Regions from separate parts of the Mus musculus genome. Here region 2 is linked to region 1. A link is a contact called in public Hi-C data. All regions are on one chromosome and are shown on one strand. The core of a region is the stretch at or near the end of the contact, and the rest is flanking DNA. Distances in the headings are between cores, read along the strand shown. Region 1 overlaps Chsy1 (chondroitin sulfate synthase 1). Region 2 overlaps Lrrk1 (leucine-rich repeat kinase 1).

Evidence for each region. A called contact is a pair of places that touch in the nucleus more often than the background predicts.
Region 2: a contact with region 1 is called in a Hi-C map of Th1 cells, with 2.5 times the contacts expected there. The contact joins two enhancer-like sites. A contact is called at or near these places in 1 of 484 Hi-C or Micro-C datasets (Th1 cells), 4 of 115 datasets of contacts at active chromatin or transcription factors (the HPC-7 cell line, the NIH/3T3 cell line, bone marrow-derived macrophages and 1 more) and 1 of 9 other capture datasets (embryonic stem cells).

The regions. Positions count from the first base shown.
Region 1 is chr7:66,145,100-66,149,535 of GRCm38.p6, forward strand. The region is part of intron 2 of Chsy1 (chondroitin sulfate synthase 1); the gene reads left to right. Among named protein-coding and RNA genes, the nearest start is that of Chsy1, 38 kb to the left of the region's middle. Within about 2 kb of position 2,697, at least 24 of the 459 cell types and tissues checked have an H3K27ac peak or open chromatin away from gene starts, as enhancers often do. A contact at or near this core is called in Th1 cells, where this site is marked.
Region 2 is chr7:66,299,027-66,303,462 of GRCm38.p6, forward strand. It overlaps Lrrk1 (leucine-rich repeat kinase 1), which reads right to left. Exons shown (of 34, transcript NM_146191.3): 11 at 3,629-3,741; 12 at 1,836-1,912. Among named protein-coding and RNA genes, the nearest start is that of Gm45989, 20 kb to the left of the region's middle. Within about 2 kb of position 2,690, at least 17 of the 459 cell types and tissues checked have an H3K27ac peak or open chromatin away from gene starts, as enhancers often do. A contact at or near this core is called in Th1 cells, where this site is marked.

The DNA.
Region 1 (4,436 bases), core at 1,447-3,946:
CAAAGCTGCTTCACCTTTCTGAGATTGCTCTGTAGTTCATTTCTGCTCTGAAACTGCAGCTCTCTATTCTCCTCCTCTGTGTCTGTGTGGGCCCTCCCTCTAGTGAGCCTCTTCTCTACAGAGGGGCTCCACTCTAGTGAGCCTCTTCTCTACAGAGGGGCTCCACTCTAGTGAGCCTCTTCTCTACAGAGGGGCTCCACTCTAGAGAGCCTCTTCTCTACAGAGGGGCTCCACTCTAGTGAGCCTCTTCTCTACAGAGGGGCTCCACTCTAGTGAGCCTCTTCTCTACAGAGGGGCTCCACTCTAGAGAGCCTCTTCTCTACAGAGGAGCTCCACTCTACTGAGCCTCTTCTCTACAGAGGAGCTCCACTCTAGTGAGCCTCTTCTCTACAGAGGGGCTCCACTCTAGTGAGCCTCTTCTCTACAGAGGGGCTCCACTCTAGTGAGCCTCTTCTCTACAGAGGGGCTCCACTCTAGAGAGCCTCTTCTCTACAGAGGAGCTCCACTCTAGTGAGCCTCTTCTCTACAGAGGGGCTCCACTCTAGTGAGCCTCTTCTCTACAGAGGGGCTCCACTCTAGTGAGCCTCTTCTCTACAGAGGGGCTCCACTCTAGAGAGCCTCTTCTCTACAGAGGAGCTCCACTCTACTGAGCCTCTTCTCTACAGAGGAGCTCCACTCTAGTGAGGCTCTTCTCTACATAGGGGCTCCACTCTAGTGGCCTCTTCTCTACAGAGGGGCTCCATTCTAGTGGCCTCTTCTTTACAGAGGAGCTCCACTCTAGTGAGCCTCTTCTCTACAGAGGAGCTCCACTCTAGTGAGCCTCTTCTCTACAGAGGAGCTCCACTCTAGTGAGGCTCTTCTCTACAGAGGGGCTCCACTCTAGTGGCCTCTTCTCTACAGAGGAGCTCCACTCTAGTGAGCCTCTTCTCTACAGCGGAGCTCCACTCTAGTGAGCCTCTTCTCTACAGAGGGGCTCCACTCTAGTGGCCTCTTCTCTACAGAGGAGCTCCACTCTAGTGAGGCTCTTCTCTACAGTGGGCTCCACTCTAGTGAGCCTCTTCTCTACAGAGGAGCTCCACTCTAGTGAGCCTCTTCTCTACAGAGGGGCTCCACTCTAGTGGCCTCTTCTCTACAGAGGGGCTCCACTCTAGTGAGCCTCTTCTCTACAGTGGGCTCTACTCTAGTGAGCCTCTTCTCTACAGCGGAGCTCCACTCTAGTGAGGCTCTTCTCTACAGAGGAGCTCCACTCTAGTGAGGCTCTTCTCTACAGTAGGCTCCACTCTAGTGAGCCTCTTCTCTACAGAGGAGCTCCACTCTAGTGAGGCTCTTCTCTACAGTGGGCTCCACTCTAGTGAGCCTCTTCTCTACAGAGGGGCTCCACTCTAGTGAGCCTCTTCTCTACAGAGGGGCTCCACTCTAGTGAGCCTCTTCTCTACAGTGGGCTCCACTCTAGTGAGCCTCTTCTCTACAGAGGGGCTCCACTCTAGTGAGGCTCTTCTCTACAGTGGGCTCTACTCTAGTGAGCCTCTTCTCTACAGAGGAGCTCCACTCTAGTGAGCCTCTTCTCTACAGCGGAGCTCCACTCTAGTGACCTCTTCTCTACAGTGGGCTCCACTCTAGTGAGCCTCTTCTTTACAGCGGAGCTCCAGCTCTCACCCTCAGCACGCCGGTCCTTGTTTCTGTATCACAACAGGGCTATAGTTTTTGTTGAATCAGAGAATCTAGAACTGAAGGAAGTGGGACTTGAGGTGGAAAGCAGTCATACTCCTATCCACCCTGACACCGCCACATCTTCAGGTTGTCTGTGTTACTTAACATTAAGGCAGGGTTTCTAATCATGGATGGGTACAGTCTTAAAAGGTTGGTCCTGGAGGTGAAATAGAACCCTTAGTTACTGTTTCCTGCTGCAGAATTACTTTGTATGTAAAATCCTGAGACTATGAGGACTGTAATGCCTCACTCACTTCCTGGGTCCAAGTAATATAAAAACATCCTCACCAATAAAAGGTACTGGCTGACCTCAAACTAGTTTAAATAGTAGTCAGATCTTGTACCAAGGTTAAATTGGTGTTATTCTAGAGAGTTAGTACTCTGTGTGTGTGTGTGTGTATGTGTATGTATGTGTGTGTGCACACACACTGGTTTTTAATGTTGATGCTATTACACCCTTTTGCCCCCACACCACACACACTAACTAGTGAGTATTATTGTGTGTGTAGCAGTTGGCACTAGACCCTTGAAGCAGTCTCAGCCATGGCTGTGACCTACCCTGGAAACTCAACACAGGAAGTACACAGTCCCTTACCACTTTTCCCTCCTCTCTGTGACTCAGCCATGTCTTACTCTTACATAGCGCCTCACTTGTACCAGTTGGTTTGGTTTAGTAATTTCTCCCTATGAAACATCAAATTTGTATAATTCCCAGTCTCAGAAACATCAGTACTTAACCCTTTTTCTTTAAAATAGAAAAGACCTCATGGCTCACATGTAGGTACTTTTTTTTTTTAACTACTTTAAAATCTGTAAGTCTTCATTTTCTTAAAATGAATGAAATTTTAAATGCCCTGAGTGTTATGTCTTTTCTCATGTCCCATCTGAAATAGGTTCTCAGGCTGACTTTTAGGACTGACACTCTTAGAAGTCACAGAGCAGAGGATCAGTCAGTTTGTGTGTATTTCCTATGAGTAGGTCCACACTGTCATGTGGGTGGAAGAACTGTAGAAGTGGCACTGCCTTGAGCTCTGTGTGTGGTTCTGGCCACACTCTCCATTACAGAGTTACTCTGCTTAAATAAAGTTAATGTAAACCAGTGAGCATCTTTGTGGCCAGCTCCCCAGTCTCTGTAAGTACCCTGTCCACTTCAGGCCTTACACTCATCAGTGCTGGGCAAAACTGTGGTGCTGGCTAAGTGGCCCTGGACCCCAGCCAGCCCTCTCCTGGTATTAGTTGTAAGTAAAGGTGCTCCTGTTTCCATCTGTTCCCCTGGGTTGTACCTGTAGATTCTTGGGTTCCTGTTGCTTAATAGGTTACGCGGTCTTCCTTTTGCTCTGTCTTCCTATTGAAATCCTGGCGCATTTGTAGTGCTTCCTGGCTAGCTCTGTCTTTAAGATGGCTTTTATCATTCTTGAGCAGCTTCTTGCTTTCTTCTGTAATAAGCTGTTCCCAAGATATTTCTTGTTCCCTAGTCCTACAGCCGAGACCCTTGTTCCGTGTACAGCAGAAAACATACAGAAACTAAGGTGTAGGCTTTAGGTATGTTCATTGTTTTTGAGGTATTGCTGTTCATCGCTATGTTTAGTGGACTCAACCAGAGAAAACCGAGTTCTTAACACATTTAAGTAGATCTATGATTGTCTGTTGGTTCATGCTGTTACCCCAAACTCATTTCAACTCTAAGGGATCTAATTATCTCTTTCCATATCGGGAGCTCCTTCCTTTGCCAGTTGAGGACCTGTTATTCTAGGATATATTTATTTATCTCATCCTGTGTGAGAACAGTCTCCTGTTGCCTCCACATTACCACCATGCTCCCTAGGCCCTCACTTCTGTGCTGGTGGCTCTGATAGCTCATTCCACGGCCAGTCCCAGTACCTACAGAAGCCTTTCACTGGCATCTGAGACCCCTGCTGGGCTCTTGAGACTGTCTTCTCCAACCTTGGACCCCATCTTGGGGTTCTTTACTTCAGGGCTAAGGCTCAGGTAGATCTTGAAAGAAGCCTAAATACATCTTAGCATTAGCTGTCTGTCTGGTGCTAGAGATGAAGCAAGCCAGGGCCTCATCCATACCAAGATGCACTCTACCACTGACCCCTTAAAACAGGTTTTTAATTTTAGTTACTTGGCCCTAGAAAATACCTGTTATGTGTGTAAATGTAGCCTTCAGTTTAAGTGTATAAATTTCAAAAAACAAAGCAAAACAATATAATTTCTGTATTGATAATAATTTTTTGAGGATTTTTTTAAAAGTTAGTGCTGGGCTGGTGAGATGGCTCAGCAGTTAAGAGCACCCAACTGCTCTTCCGAAGGTCCGGAGTTCAAATCCCAGCAACCACATGGTGGCTCACAACCATCCGTAACGAGATCTGACTACCTCTTCTGGAGTGTCTGAAGACAGCTACAGTGTACTTACATATACTAAATAATAAATAAATCTTTTTAAAAAAAAAAAAAAAAAAAAGTTAGTGCTTATGCCAGACATTTGTCCTTTTAAAAAACAAACTAGATTTTGATACTCTTTATGATTAATATATTTGGCAATTATTTTTTTTAAATATTTATTTTAAAAATTAAGTGTGTTGGAGAATCTGTGCAGGTGCCCATAGATGCAAGTATTGGACCTTTTAGATCGGAAGTTGCAGGTGGTTGTGAGCTGCCGGATATGGGTGCTAGGAACTGAACTCAGACTCTCTGCAAGAGCAGGAAGCGCTCTAAACTGC
Region 2 (4,436 bases), core at 1,440-3,939, 150 kb after region 1:
TGCAAAGCCAATATTTAGGCCACCTATAATCTCAGCACATGGGAGGCTGAGGCAGGACAATTGACACTGAGACTCCAGAGTGAGTTTCTAGGCTAGCCTAGGCTAAAGTGTGAGACCATATATACAAATAAAATAAAATGAAAAATATTTCCCAGTCAGCTTTTAAAGGTTTTTTTTTTCCAGCCCCAGACTACACCCATGTCTTCTAAAGTGTTATTTATTTATTTTTTAAATGCAAGCCTGCTGTCCACATGGGCATTGCTATCACCTGCATCAGGCAGGGTCACTAGCACTGTGATCCCTCATAGCTGATCACACCAACACTATTTGCTAAAACAAGTCTTCTTTACTAAATTACAATGTCATATGCTTGGCATTGTAATTACTTTGCCATATATTAAATTTGTACATAGTTATCTCTCAGGAACTCTGAGGAGCTGGTTCCAGAATGCCCCCTCTACAACAGCCACCAAAATCCATGCAAGAACCCACACACATCCTGCTTAGCCTTCAAATCGTTTCTAGATACCTTGTGTTGTCTGAGCCTGTGGATGTTGCGGGAACAGCTATTATACTGTGCTGTTTAGGGACTAGAGAAAAGTGTGCAGGTTTGGTACGAATGTGACTTTCCTGTCAGCAGTTGTTTGATCTCACAGATGTTGATTTCACAGATACTGTAGGGTAGACTGCATTTACTCATATCTATTTTTGAATTTTCTTCCACCAGTATTTCTTGTTCATATTAAACCTACATACATGACTGATCAAGAAGTTCACTGTGTGTATACATATATAGACATGCATGTAAACACGTGTATGCATGTGCACACACAGACACACACACACACTGCAGCCCACAGAGTGCAGCATGGGTATGGCCTATGGCGTTCACTTCTTGCAAACTCATCTTGGCCTCTGTGGCATTTCTCAGCCTCACCTCTCAGAACCTGTTCTGCTCACATTCACTCCTTCAAGGCAGAGAAGGGAGCTAGTCTGTTTAAAATGGCCTACACATTCGCCCTTGTTTTATGCTCTTGTCCCGATGGACATTCTGAAGGTGTAGTTGGCTTTAGAGTCTCAGATTTGATCAAAAGTTGATCTGACAGAGGTAGAGGCTAGAATAGTGGTTAGTGGAACCCAGGGAGATGCAGGGGTAATGGGGGCAGAGGGGGTGGATGGTGGGTGCTGGGGTGCCCCCTGGATAGCCTGGAAGAAAACCTCTCGTGTTCTATAGCTCAGCAGGATGACTGCACCCGAGAACTAATTGTACATTTCTTAGCAGAGGGGACTTTCTATGTTGTTAACACAAACAACTATCAGTCTGAGGTGATGCAAATGCCAATTGTCTCTGATCTGCGTTTTGCACTTGGTTTTCTCATATGCAACATAGATGACATTTCCTACTTTACGTGTGGACTGAGACTCCTGTGTCTACAGTTTAGGCAGTTAGCTATTAGCATTGCTGGGCTCCAGATGGGGAGTTAGGGCCATAGGCACGCACACACACAGACACACACACACACACACACACACACACACACACACACACAGACACACACACACACACAGACACACACACACAGACACAGACACAGACACACACAGACACACAGACACACACACACACACACACACACAGACACACACAGACACACACACACACACACACACACACACACACACACACGGTTAACAGTCACCATTTACACTGACAGACCTTTCAGCTGACCATGAACATCTCTGACATTTCAACCGGGAAAGGAAAGGCAAAGCTCAACATAACGACTTGGATACAAGACAGGAGGATCTCATGGTCTCCCCAGCCCAGCACACACCTGTCTCAGTTCCAGAACGCTGGCGCCCTCTGGTGGTGAACAGGGAGATCCTCTTTGTTTTAAGCCCATCTTCATTTCTGTGGAGGGGAAAGAGAACACTCAGAAATTTGAGGCCAAGCATGACAAAGACTTGGAGTATACTAGCTCTGACTACATCACATAGAACCACAGAGAAGGCAGTAAATTCTATCAGCATGTGCTTGGGCCTTCCTGCAGTTTGTATGAGGGAACTCGGGGGCCTTCTGGAAGAAGCCATTAGGAAGGATAATCTAGTGGTCACAGTCATTATCACATTCTCAGGCTTTCTAGCTTCAAGCAGGTGCTTTGGGTATGTGTTCTATTTAGCGATTACAGAGTAACCATCAGCCAGTGACCCCAAGGGGCAGGGCTCTCCAGGGCTCATTTTCAACCCATTCATCTATCATTGGATGGATACATTTTATTCCACCTATGAACACATTAGTAGCTGGTAAAGAATTTATAGACTTCTAGTCTAGGCTGAAGTGAGAGACAGGATGTTCAGGAGTCTGCAACAATTACAGCTGGAAGGTCCCGCTCGAGGGCTGTATGATGTCGCCTGGAATCCTTCTCTCAGGATTTTGGAGCTGGGAATACGTATTGGAATACTCTGTGGTGTACCTATTCCCTCTTCCTGGAGGGAAAAGAGAAACTCCTACGTCTCAGGAAGCTTGGGAAAATTCTATCATTCACAAACCCTCAATCCCTGCAGGCTATACAAGGAACCCCCGTTGCTGGGTAAGAGTTGACTATGGGTGGAGCTAAGGTAGGCAGGATGCAGCTTTTGTGGGTTGGCACCTATGCTTGGGGTGCCTCTGACTCACCCTGAGTCCCGAAAGTAACCCCAACACAGTCGTCACTTCTTCAAGCCAGACTTGGTGGGACTGTATCTGTGCTCTGTCATCAAGTGTCCCATACAGGGAAACATGTTTGGTCTTTTCTCCCCAGGAGAATAGTAGTCACACAGTAGTACCCTTAATCCAAAAGTTTAGAATCCAGATGCCTCCCAAAGACTAACCCTGTGAGTGCTGGTGTGGTGTTCAAAGGAGAACATTCCAGACCTGACCTCAGAGCCATGTCACAGTTAAAACTCAGGCATGCTAAAAATGCTGTTGGGGGCCTGTGACACACACACACTAGTCTGTATTTAGCTTTGGGTCCCATCTCGGGATGTCCGGGATACATCCAAATACTTCAAAAATCCCAGAGACATCTAAAATTTGAAAACCTTCTGATTCCAAGCATTTCTGAATAAGGTCATTCATGAATTAGGGTCTTTAAGAAAGTGGTTATGTTGGCATGAGCTCTTTAGAATGCTCCCTACTCTAATATAGATGGTGTCCAAACAACAACAACAACAACAACAACAACAACAACAACAACAACAACCGTAAAGAGAAAGATCATGGAGATATATGTGGATGGCCACTTTCTTGTTTGTTTTTTAGGACAGGATTCCTCTGTGTAGCCCTGGCTGTCCTAGAACTCCATCTGTAGACCAGGCTGGCCTTGAACTCAGAGATCCACCTGATCTGCCTCCTGAGTGCTAGAATTAAAGGCAAGCCCCATAACAGCCTTGATCTTTAACAAGTCAAGGAGGGAGGTCTCAGGAGGCACCCTGGTCTCAGATCTGCAGCCTTCATATTGCTGAGCAACTGTTTTATAGGAGTATTTCATCCACCCTAAGTGGGATACAGCAGCTTGGCTCTGGTGCTGTCCAACACATATCATCTGTGGTTCTATATACACCAGAGGTAAAGAGGCCCACTGCTTACTTGCCGAGCTGGTTTCTGGAGAGGTCCAGGGTCTTGAGTTGGGTGCAGGTCCACTTCTCTTGAGGTGGCAGCGACAACAGCTGGTTTCCCTGTAACCTCAAGAACATGAGGGCCTGAAAGAGGGAGGAGAGAGGGGGAAAGATGATGTTACACATGGAAAGGGAAAAGTTGTCATGACGGTTGGCAGGCTCCCTGTCAATGTACAGCCAAACAATCCCAGCCTACTTCTACTTAGGAAACTCCCCAGATCCTCTCAAGCAGAGATGAACAATGCATTTAGACTTTTCCTCAAGGTCAATGAGAACTGTAGACTAGAGGGACTATAAAGGCCTGAGACCAAAGATTCTTTTTTTTTTCTTGTATATTTTCTTCATTTACATTTCAAATGCTATCCCAAAAGTTTCCTAAACATCCCCCACCCACGCACTGCTCCCCTACCCACTCACTCCCACTTCTTGGCCCTGGCTTTCCCCTGTACTAGGGCATATAAGGTTTGCTAGACCAAGGGTCCTCTCTTCCCAATGATGGCCGACTAGGCCATCTTCTGCTACATATGCAGCTAGAGACACGTGCTCTGGGGGTACTGGTTAGTTCATATTGTTGTTTCACCCATAGGATTGCAGGCCCCTTCAGCTCTTGGGTACTTTCTCTAGCTCCTCCATTGGGGGCCCTGTGTTCCATCCAATAGATGACTGTGAGTATCCACTTCTGTATTTGCCAGGTACTGGCAAAGCCTCACAGGAGACAGCTATATCAGGGTCTGAGACCAAAGATTCTTAAGAGTCGTGGTTAGTGGTGTCTGCCTGGA